2 separate regions of the Sus scrofa genome follow, and region 2 is linked to region 1. Evidence: chromatin contacts called from public Hi-C data. All regions are on one chromosome and are shown on one strand. The core of a region is the stretch at or near the end of the contact, and the rest is flanking DNA. Distances in the headings are between cores, read along the strand shown. Region 1 holds the start of RPL23 (ribosomal protein L23). Region 2 overlaps LASP1 (LIM and SH3 domain protein 1).

Region 1 (4,676 bases), core at 1,430-3,929:
GAGTTCCCTTTGTGGCTCAGTGGTTAACGAACCCGACTAGCACCCATGAGGACTTGGGTTCGATCAGTGGGCTATGGATATCTAGCATTGCCATGAGCTGTGGTGTAGGTTGAAGACATGGCTCAGATCCTACGTTGCTGTAGTTCTGGCGTAGGTCAGAGGCTACAGCTCCAATTCGACCCCTAGGCCTGGAACCTCCATATGCTGCTGATGTGCCCTAAAAGACAAAAAAATAAAAAGAGATGGCCAGGACTTCTCAGGAAGAGCAAAGACACCCCAGGGCAGAGAAAAACTAAGCAGGCACAGGAGAAAATTCCAGGAACTGAGCTCAAGTGCATTGAGAATCAGAAGCTCTAAACGTCTAAAGAGAGTAGGTCAGAGGTGCCGAAGTCCTGCCCAATTGGTATACCTAGTGATAAAACTTTTGGGGGTAGCCTGATGATTAAGCAATGAACAGCTGTTCTAGTTTCTACTACATATCATTGTTTCTTTTCAAATTAGTAGTTTCAGGAAAAGAAATTTGCCAGAGGTAGACATTAAGTTTTAAATCTGTGATCTCACCTGGTTGAGCTCAAAACACACCTACAAAAATGTATTTACCAAATACCACCATGTTCATTTGCAGCCAAGGAATTTATTATCTACAGACAATGCTTATGGAACTCAAGTAGAAGAGACAGCTCTAAATGTCACATGCACAAATTACCACCTGGTTTAAGGGTTATGTGGAGAGGGGAGATTGGGGTAAGGAAAGGTGTCAACAAGGTTGTGAGCTGAAGATGAGACTTAGCGAATTCCTGGTAGAAAGAACAAAGGAATAGTAAGAGCTGAGGAACACACCATGAACCTGGGTATTCTAAAAGGATAAGCTTTTGCTTTCATAGGTATGTGAGGTGGTCTGTAACTCTCTGCTGAACTTGCTGGGGAAATACCAAGGTAAATATGTGGAACCCCCAGCTTAAGATGGAAGCCAACTGAGAACTGAAGTACGGGAGTGATAGGATTTACATTTTAAGGAGTTCCTATCATGGCACAGCAGAAACGAATCCAACTAGGAACCATGAGGTTGCGAGATTGATCCCTGGCCTTGGCCAACGGGTTAACAATCTGCGGTGGCTGTTAGTTGTGGTGTAGGTCGCAGACGCAGATCAGATCCTGTCTGATTCTGGCATAGGTTGGCAGCTGCAGCTCCAATTCGACTCCTAGTCTGGGAACCTCCATATGCCAGGGTGTGGCCCTAAAAAGCAAAAAAAAAAAAAAAAAAAAAAAAAATTTAAAGATAGGCTTTGGCTTCAGTGTAGCAAACAAATTTAAGCAGTAAGGGAGGAAGCTAAGATTAGAGAATGATGTCTAAAGACAGCAGGAACAGAATTTAAATTGCAGGTATTTATCTTACAATGTCTTTCAAAGGAAATCAAGCATTAAGAGGCCCTGAGAGGTTAAAAAACAAAACAAAACAAAACACACACCAAACTATTGCTTCATTCTCCAATAAAGGGAGAAGTGGTTCAACGGTCCAGAAACCATAAGGAAGATTTGGTCTGTCTACTCACCCTTCTTTCTGAGCTCTGGTTTCCCTTTCTTGACTGTGGCCATCACCATGTCACCCACACCAGCAGCAGGAAGTCTATTCAATCGTCCCTTGATCCCCTTCACAGAAATGATATAGAGGTTTTTGGCTCCTACGAAAGGATGTAAACAAAAATGGTCTTTTTGAAGGGCCGATTAGGCAGTCCTGCATTTCCGACACTTCCAAGGCCTCTCTCTCCACTCACACCCCCAAGCGGTTCCACTCCCCCACCAGGTGAAATAGTTTGTCACACCACCGATTGAAGCAAAACAGCACAACTTGCTGCCGCTTCACCCAAAAGTGGTGTTTTTACTGTGCCCTTTCTTGGCGGCTCAGAAGGTCACGAGCAAAAGGCCCTCTGAGTGCTTTTAGAAAGGGGAATTTGGCAGGGTTGCAGCTTAAGATCTCACCCGTGTTATCAGCACAGTTGATCACTGCTCCAACCGGAAGACCCAAGGAAATCCGGAACTTAGCACCAGAGGACCCACCACGTCCTGTTAGTAGGGCGACAGAAGAGAGATCACTGTCCAGTCATGGTTCGGAGTTCCCTTCGCATTCTCAAGCTATGAATTCATTCGCATGTGTTTTGGGAAACGGTACACTATAGATTCGATTTCTCTAGGATTCCACTTACCCCCTCTCCAATGCCACTCAGTTCTCAGGGCAAATATCCAATTCCTCCCTCCTACAACCTCACATTGAGATTAGGGGGCCTGGACGACACAATTCCCGATCCAACTTTTGTACCACGCAGTTCTTCCTCCAAGGCGGGAGACCGCACACAAGTCGCCCGCTCTGCGGCTTAAGCTAGCCTGACTCCAACACCATTACTGCAGTGCTAGGCGCAGGGCAACCTCCCGGGGGATTCACGACTAGAATCACGACTGGATCCTGCCAACTCAATCCTCCAGGCCCCTCCGCCATTTCGGGGACTGTCCTGGTGCCCATCCACTCCCTCTCCGCCCCAAAGGAAAGCAGAGTGCCCCAGCTGCCCGTCGCCGCAGCTCCGGGTGAGGCCAGCAGCCACTTCGCGACAGATGGCGAAGGATCTCCCCAAGCCAAAGCCTCACCTCGCTTCGACATCTTGATGGCCCGACAAGGACGAAAAGGAAGTAAGAACAAAGGACCTTGGGATATGAAGCCGACGCCCCGCCCATTCAGGTCACGTGATCCAGAGTTGCCGTGTCCGCCCCTTCCCCGGGGCGTTCTCTTATTACGTCATAAATCGTGGACGTTGCCGTCTCTCGCTTCGAAGTGGGCAGTGGAATCTTTGAAGGCTACAGAAGAGAAAGAGTGCTTGAGTACCTACTGTACGAGTTGGAAAGTAGTTGTTGGGGACACAGAAACATTGGTTTAATTTATCGGACAACCTCTTCTGAGCACTAAGTGTGTACCAGGGATTTCGATGGACGCTAGAGGTTCAGAAATGATTAAAACATCCGTGCTGTATAAGGGCCCCCAAAAAACATGTGGCGGGGGGGGCGGAGTGAGAAAGAGCTCGAAATAGTTTCATTAGGATGTGATATAACTGAGAAGTGCCATTCCAGCGCTACAGATAATTCCTTATATGTGTGCTTGGTCCCACATTCATCTATATTTTAGAGTCTTGTTTTACTCATTACTCTTTTCATTGTTTGTCTTTCCCATTCTTCAAAGGAGCTCTGTTGATATAGTCATTCAAATATTTATTGAATGACTATTTTATGCCAGATACTGTCTTGGACATACACTAGACTACGTCAAAGGAAACAGATCTCTCTCTCTCTCTCTCTCTCTCTCTCTCTATATATATATATATATATATTTTTTTTTTTTTTTTTTTCTTTTTGCCTTTTCCAGGGCTGCTCCCATGGCACATGGAGGCTCCCAGGCCAGGGGTCCAATCAAAGATGTTGCCGCTGGCCTACGCCAGAGCTACAGCAACGCGGGATCTGAGCCGCGTCTGCAACCCACACCACAACTCACGGCAATGCCGGATCTTCAACCCACTGAGCAAGGCCCGAAACCTCATGGTTCCTAGTCCGATTCACCAACCACTGCGCCAAAATGGGAACTCCCAGATCAATATTCTTGACCTTAGGAAGCTTACATTCTGCCAGGGTGGCAGTGAAAGTGGATATTAGATACTAAATCATAGATGTAATAATTGCACTATATAGTATGTTAGATGGTTTAAGTATTATGAAAATAAAAGTAGAAAAGGGGGATCTGGGAGTGGGAGGAGGGGCAGACTGCAATTCAAAATCAGTGGGGGCTTCATGGAAGAAGTGTGACCTTAGTGCAAAGGTTTTAAGCTGAGGGACAATATGATTGTCTAGAGAAGAGCAATCCAGATAGAGTCATCAGCCAATGAAAGGCCCTAAGGCAGAAATGTGCCTGAGCGATATGAGGACCAGCAAGGAACCTAGGAGTGACTGGACAGAGTAAATGAAGGGAAAAGTAGTAGGACAGAAGGTCAGAAGTAATGGAACTTTAGGTCATTGTACACCGCTATTGACTTTGATATGTACAGACTGAAATGGGAAACGGTTAACTCATAAGCATTGAAGGGACATGATCTGAAAATATGTCAGAAGGATCACTCTACTTGAGACTAGAGAGAGCACAAAGATACAAGTAAGGAGGTCTATTGGGAGGCTCTTGCAATAACCCAGGAGAGAAAAACGGTGGTGGTTTGGACTTAACGTGCTAGCAGTATAAGTAATATGATGTGATCAGATTCCAGATGTGTTTCAGAGGTAAAGCCAACAAAGTGTGGGGGTGTTAAAGAACGAGAAGAATAAAAAATGAGGAATTTCCGTCTAGTGGAAATGAATCTGACTAGCATCTAAGAGGATACAGGTTTGCTCCCTGGCCTTGCTCAGTGGGTTAATGATCTGGCATTGCTGTGAGCTGTGGTGTAGGTCACAGATGCAGTTTGGATTCAGCAGTGCTGTGGCTGTGGCGCAGGCCATCAGCTACAGCTCCAACTTGACCCCTAGTCTGGGAATCTCCATTCCGTTTGCCTCGGGTACGGCCCTAAAAAGACAATAAATAAATAAATAAATAATAAAAATAAAAATGTTTCCAAGGCTTTGGGTCTGAGCAAGTGGAAGATGGCATTGCC
Region 2 (4,676 bases), core at 637-3,136, 48 kb after region 1:
TGGCTGGCAGGGCCCTGGGTGAGTGGGGAGGGAAGGGTCCCTAGGCCTGGGTCCAGGACATTTTTTTGGCTGGGGCTCTGCTGATGTTTCTGGGCTTATGGTGACCTCTTTTCAGGGCACTCAGAGGCTTAGAACTTTGCTGAGCTTGGAACAGGGATCCGCCAGGGCCTTGGCCTCTGGAAAATGCTTATTTCCCATTTGCATGTGTTAGCACCCGTTAAGGTGCCTCTTTGCTTCTCACACCATTGAGGTGACCAGCAAAATAATCAGTTTCCTCGTTTGCTGGGCAGGAAGGGAGAGGAAGTTGAGAGGATTGAAATTTTATCAGGTGGGGCCAGGCGGAAGGGAGCCTCACCTTCTTTTTTTTTTTGGTCTTTTTAGGGCCACACCCATAGCACATGGAAGTTGCCAGGCTAGGAGTTGAACTGGAGCCGTAGCACCCAGCCTACCTCCCAGCTTTAGCAACGCCAAATCCGAGCCGTGTCTGCCACCTACACCGCAGCTCACGGCAGTGCCGGATCCTTAACCCACTGAACGAGGCCAGGGATCCAACCCGCGTCCTCGTGGATACTGGGCGTGTTCATTACCACTGAGCCGCGACAGGAACTCATGCAGCCTCACTTTTCTCTGTCCATGTCCCCTCTGTGCTCCCAATGCCTGGCACCCCTTCCCGCAAAGTTAGGGTGACCTTATGATTATCATTTGAGCGTGAAAGGGGGTGCTATTCATTACTGATTCCAGAGGCCATGAACTGGGACTAGGGGCAGCTGTGGCCGTCTGGTCACCCTGTCTCAGGAAACAGCCTGTCCACCGGCGGCTTTTTCCTTGTTTCACCAGCCTCAGCCCCTACTGAGTGATGAAGGTCATTTAACGTCTGTAAATGGGAATGAAAGTGTACCTCTCCGACGGACTTTTTAGGGTGAATTCCTGTCGGGGCCAAGGGTGCCAAGAGCCTTTACGAACTCAGTGTGTAGCGCCGAGCAAAGGTCAAGGGTATTACTACTGCTGCGATTAACAGGTGGCCCTGGCGTCAGTGATGGAGAGGGCTCTTTTGTGTTCAGGCTGCCACCCCTCTGTCCACCTGGATCAGCTGGCCCTAGTTTTGTAAATAGTTACCCGAGCATAGTGGCTTTTAAAGGCGCAAGACGAGTCCATCAGCCACTTGTGGAAACGCACTCATGCGCACACATGGCTTTCAGCTCTGGGGTCGACTAGCTTCCTAGGGGTAGAGGGAGCCTCAGGACCACCTGGGAGCAGATGGTGCCATAGCCTCTTTTTAAGATACAAACTGGAGTGCCTGCTGTGGCTCAGTGGTAATGAATCCGACTAGGATCCATGAGGACACAAGTTCGATCCCTGGCCTCGCTCAGTGGGTTAAGGATCTAGCGTTGCCGTGAGCTGCCATGTAGGTCGCAGTTGCAGCTCAGATCTGGTGTGGCTGTGGCTGTGGTGTAGGTTGGCACTCCAGCTCTGATTTGACCCCTAGCCTGGGAACATCTGTAAGCCGCAGATGTAGCCCTAAAAAGCCAAAAAAAAAAAAAAAGATAGGAAACTGAGGCCCACAGGGAAAAAGGGACTCTTCCAAGTTCATATGAGCAAGTGAAAGGCTTCCTGATTCCAGGGACGAGGTGTGGGAGGGATGCTGCAGCCCACACTGAAGGACTGAGTCTGTAGGACACCACAGGGGATGGCACCAGGCCCTGGCTCCTTGGCACAGAAAGGAGCTGGGACCCACACAGGCCTTCGCTAGTGCGGACAGAGCCGAACCCAGAGAAGCGGGCAGTCAGCCAGGGTAGCTGGACCCCCGGCCTCAGGGCCACCTGCCCCTCAGCCCACATCCTGGCTCCCTCAGGGCCCAGGGCAGGCTCTGTCCGCCTCTGCATGTGCACTTTCCCGCTCCCCAGGGTCAGGCCTCATCGTGAACAGAAAGTAAACACGGGAAGCTGACCTTTCCCACCCCAGGACAAAAGTCGGAAGGGCAGTTGCCTTGGGAGCCTAGAGGCCTCTCATCCTCACCCCCACCCCTCGCCAGAGGATGGGGTCCCGGACTCACCTTTCGCCCTTGTCTTAGGAATCTGGGAGCAGGGACTGGCCCTGTGTCTTTGAACTTCACCCCCGGTGCTCTTCCACGTGGGTGTTCTGGGGTGCAAAGGGTTTTCCCTCTGGCTGGGGCTGGCTGCCTCCCTTCAGGAATGGGCTCAGTTTATTTCACCATTTGGGCCTGGGTCCCTGCTTGGGCATCGAGGGAAGGGGAGGAAGGGGCTAGTCCTGGTCCTGACCCAAACCCTAGGTGAGGCACTCCCCGCCTCCAGATGGGGCCCTTCCTGGGCTTTGCTGCCACCCAGGCTGCAGTGGGTAACTGTCATTCAGCGATGCAGGTGTTCCCAGGTGACCGCACCTGCAGACCTTTAGCCCAGGCATTCCTGGGTGAGCCCTGCCTGGACAGGTTAACCCTTGCTCTTCTTGCAAAGCCGATGCGAGAAGGTAGCATATAAACTGGGGGAGTTCCTGCCTTGGTGCAGGGTGTTAAGAATCCTACTGCTCAGCTCACGGCGAGGTATAGGTTTGATCTCCAGCTCGGCGCAGTGGGTTAAAGGATCTGGCGTTGCTGTAGCTGTGGCTGATTCAGTCCCTGGCCCGGGAACTTCCATGTGCCGCGGGTGTGGCCTTAAAGGGGGAGGGGATGACGCATGGGAGCTGCCTGGGCTGGGACAGCTGGATCTGCCTCTGCAGGGGCTTCCTGGGCACAGGAATTACCTAATCCTTCTGCCCCTGGAGACGCACAGGCTTCGCCCCCTTCCTTTCCCTGTCCCCTCATCCTGCCCCCCCCCCCCCATTTTTCACTGGGAGAAGCCCAGGCCAGGATCCTGGTGAACAGGAAGTGAGAACCAGCTTCCAGTTGGGTGGTCCAAGGCAGGCGGAGTGTTCAGGCCCAGGTCTGCTGAGGATGGGACTGATTTTCTGAGTCCTGCTTTCTGGGTTTCCTCTGGAGGATATGGAGGAGCTGCTCTATTGCTGTCCGTCCCGCTTCCTCCCCTGGCCCCAGCCCAGCCCAGTGCTCCCAGGACCTTATGTCTCTCCCTGGTCACCTCCTCCCTACCAGTTTCCTCTCTTAAAAGAGACTAGATCTGGAGTTCCCATCATGGCTCAGTGGTTAATGAATCTGACTAGGAACCATGGGGTTGCAGGTTCGATCCCTGGCCTCGATCAGTGGGTTAAGGCTCCAGCATTGCCATGAGCTGTGGTGTAGGTCGAAGCCGAGGCTCAGATCCCATGTGGCTGTGGCTGTGGCGTAGGCCGTGGCTCCAGCTCCAATTAGACCCCTATCCTGGGAACCTCCATATGCCGCGGGTGTGGCCCTAGGAAAGACAAAAAAAAAAAAAAAAAGTGACTAGACCCTTCGAGGGTTCCTCAAAGTGATGCCAGGAGTGCAGAGACGGAACCCTAGAACTCCCGGCTCTGGTTCTTTTTCATCTCATCCTTTGTTTTAGTCATATTTGGGGGGAAAGTTTGGAAGAGTCAGTCAAAGTATTCATGCAAGCAAAGGTCAGCAAACTTTCCGTAAAAAGTGCCAGAGAGTAAATATTTTAGGCTCTGTGTCACAGCTTCTCAGCTCTGCAGTGATGGCGCAAGAACAGCCATAGGTAACAGGTAAACAAATGGATGCGAGTGTGTTCCGATAAAACTTTATTTCTGGACACTGAAATTTGGATTTCATAGAACTTTCATGTGTTACCAATCTCATCCATTTTAACCCTCCCCTCCACCTCCAGACAGTGTAGAAATGTGGAAATCAATCTCAAACTCATGAGCAAACAGGCTGCAAGCCCAGGGGCCAGAGTTTGCCAACCTCTAGTCTAGACCACTGGTTCTCAAACCTGGGCCTGGGGGAGGTTTTTTTAAAGGGCCGTACCTGCGGCATATAGAAGTTCCCAGGCTAGGGGGCAAATCGGAGCTGCAGCTGCCAGCCCACACCACAGCTCTCGGCAACGTGGGATCCTTAACCCACTGAGCAGGCCAGGGATCTGTCTAACCCGCATCCTCGTGGGTACTAGTTGAGTTCATAGCCACAACAGGACTCCTTGGGGGAGCTTTTAGAGTGCGTATTCCAAAACCCCAGCCCCAATTTTGTAGATTCTATGGAAGGCCCTGGAACCTGCATTCTGACAAGCAGCTCACATGGGTGGGAAGCAGATAGTCTAAAGATAAGACTTGAACGCAGCCCTGGATGGTGTGTTCAGTTCCACCAGCCGTTGCCAAATCCCTGAGGCATGTGGCTTCTCCAGGCCTCTTTTTGCCTATTTTTGGAACCCGGGGAGAGAAGAAACAACCCATCTTCCAGGTAATGACCCAGTCTCAGGGAGGGCCTGGCACTTCTTGTCCCCGTAGGCTGGGGTCCTCAGCGCAGCTCTGCAAGGTCCTGCCCATAGGAGGCAGAATCACCTGCTAGTTAAGAGCACGGGCCCTAGAATAGCGTGGGTGTGGGTAACTCACTCTGCTTGTCATGCCTTAGTTTCCTTCTATTTCATTTTATTTATTTTATTGTAATTTAATTTTATTTTATTTAAATTTTATTTTTATAAATTTTTATTTTATTTTATTTTATTTTTTCCTTCTTGAAGTTCAGTACTGTAACCCATTGTAAGTGCCGACTAGGTAAATTGACCCCGTGATGC

Evidence for each region. A called contact is a pair of places that touch in the nucleus more often than the background predicts.
Region 2: a Hi-C map of liver shows a contact between it and region 1, with 4 times the contacts expected there. The contact joins the enhancer-like site here to the promoter of RPL23 in region 1. A contact is called at or near these places in 4 of 47 Hi-C or Micro-C datasets (alveolar macrophages, liver and retroperitoneal adipose tissue) and 2 of 2 datasets of contacts at active chromatin or transcription factors (alveolar macrophages and skeletal muscle).

What each region holds. Positions count from the first base shown.
Region 1 is chr12:23,277,968-23,282,643 of Sscrofa11.1, reverse strand. RPL23 (ribosomal protein L23) reads right to left here and starts at 2,679. Exons shown (of 5, transcript NM_001129955.1): 1 at 2,641-2,679; 2 at 1,981-2,064; 3 at 1,554-1,682. The coding sequence starts at 2,653.
Region 2 is chr12:23,229,606-23,234,281 of Sscrofa11.1, reverse strand. The region is part of intron 4 of LASP1 (LIM and SH3 domain protein 1); the gene reads left to right. Among named protein-coding and RNA genes, the nearest start is that of LASP1, 35 kb to the left of the region's middle. Within about 2 kb of position 1,886, at least 20 of the 83 cell types and tissues checked have an H3K27ac peak or open chromatin away from gene starts, as enhancers often do. A contact at or near this core is called in liver, retroperitoneal adipose tissue and skeletal muscle, where this site is marked.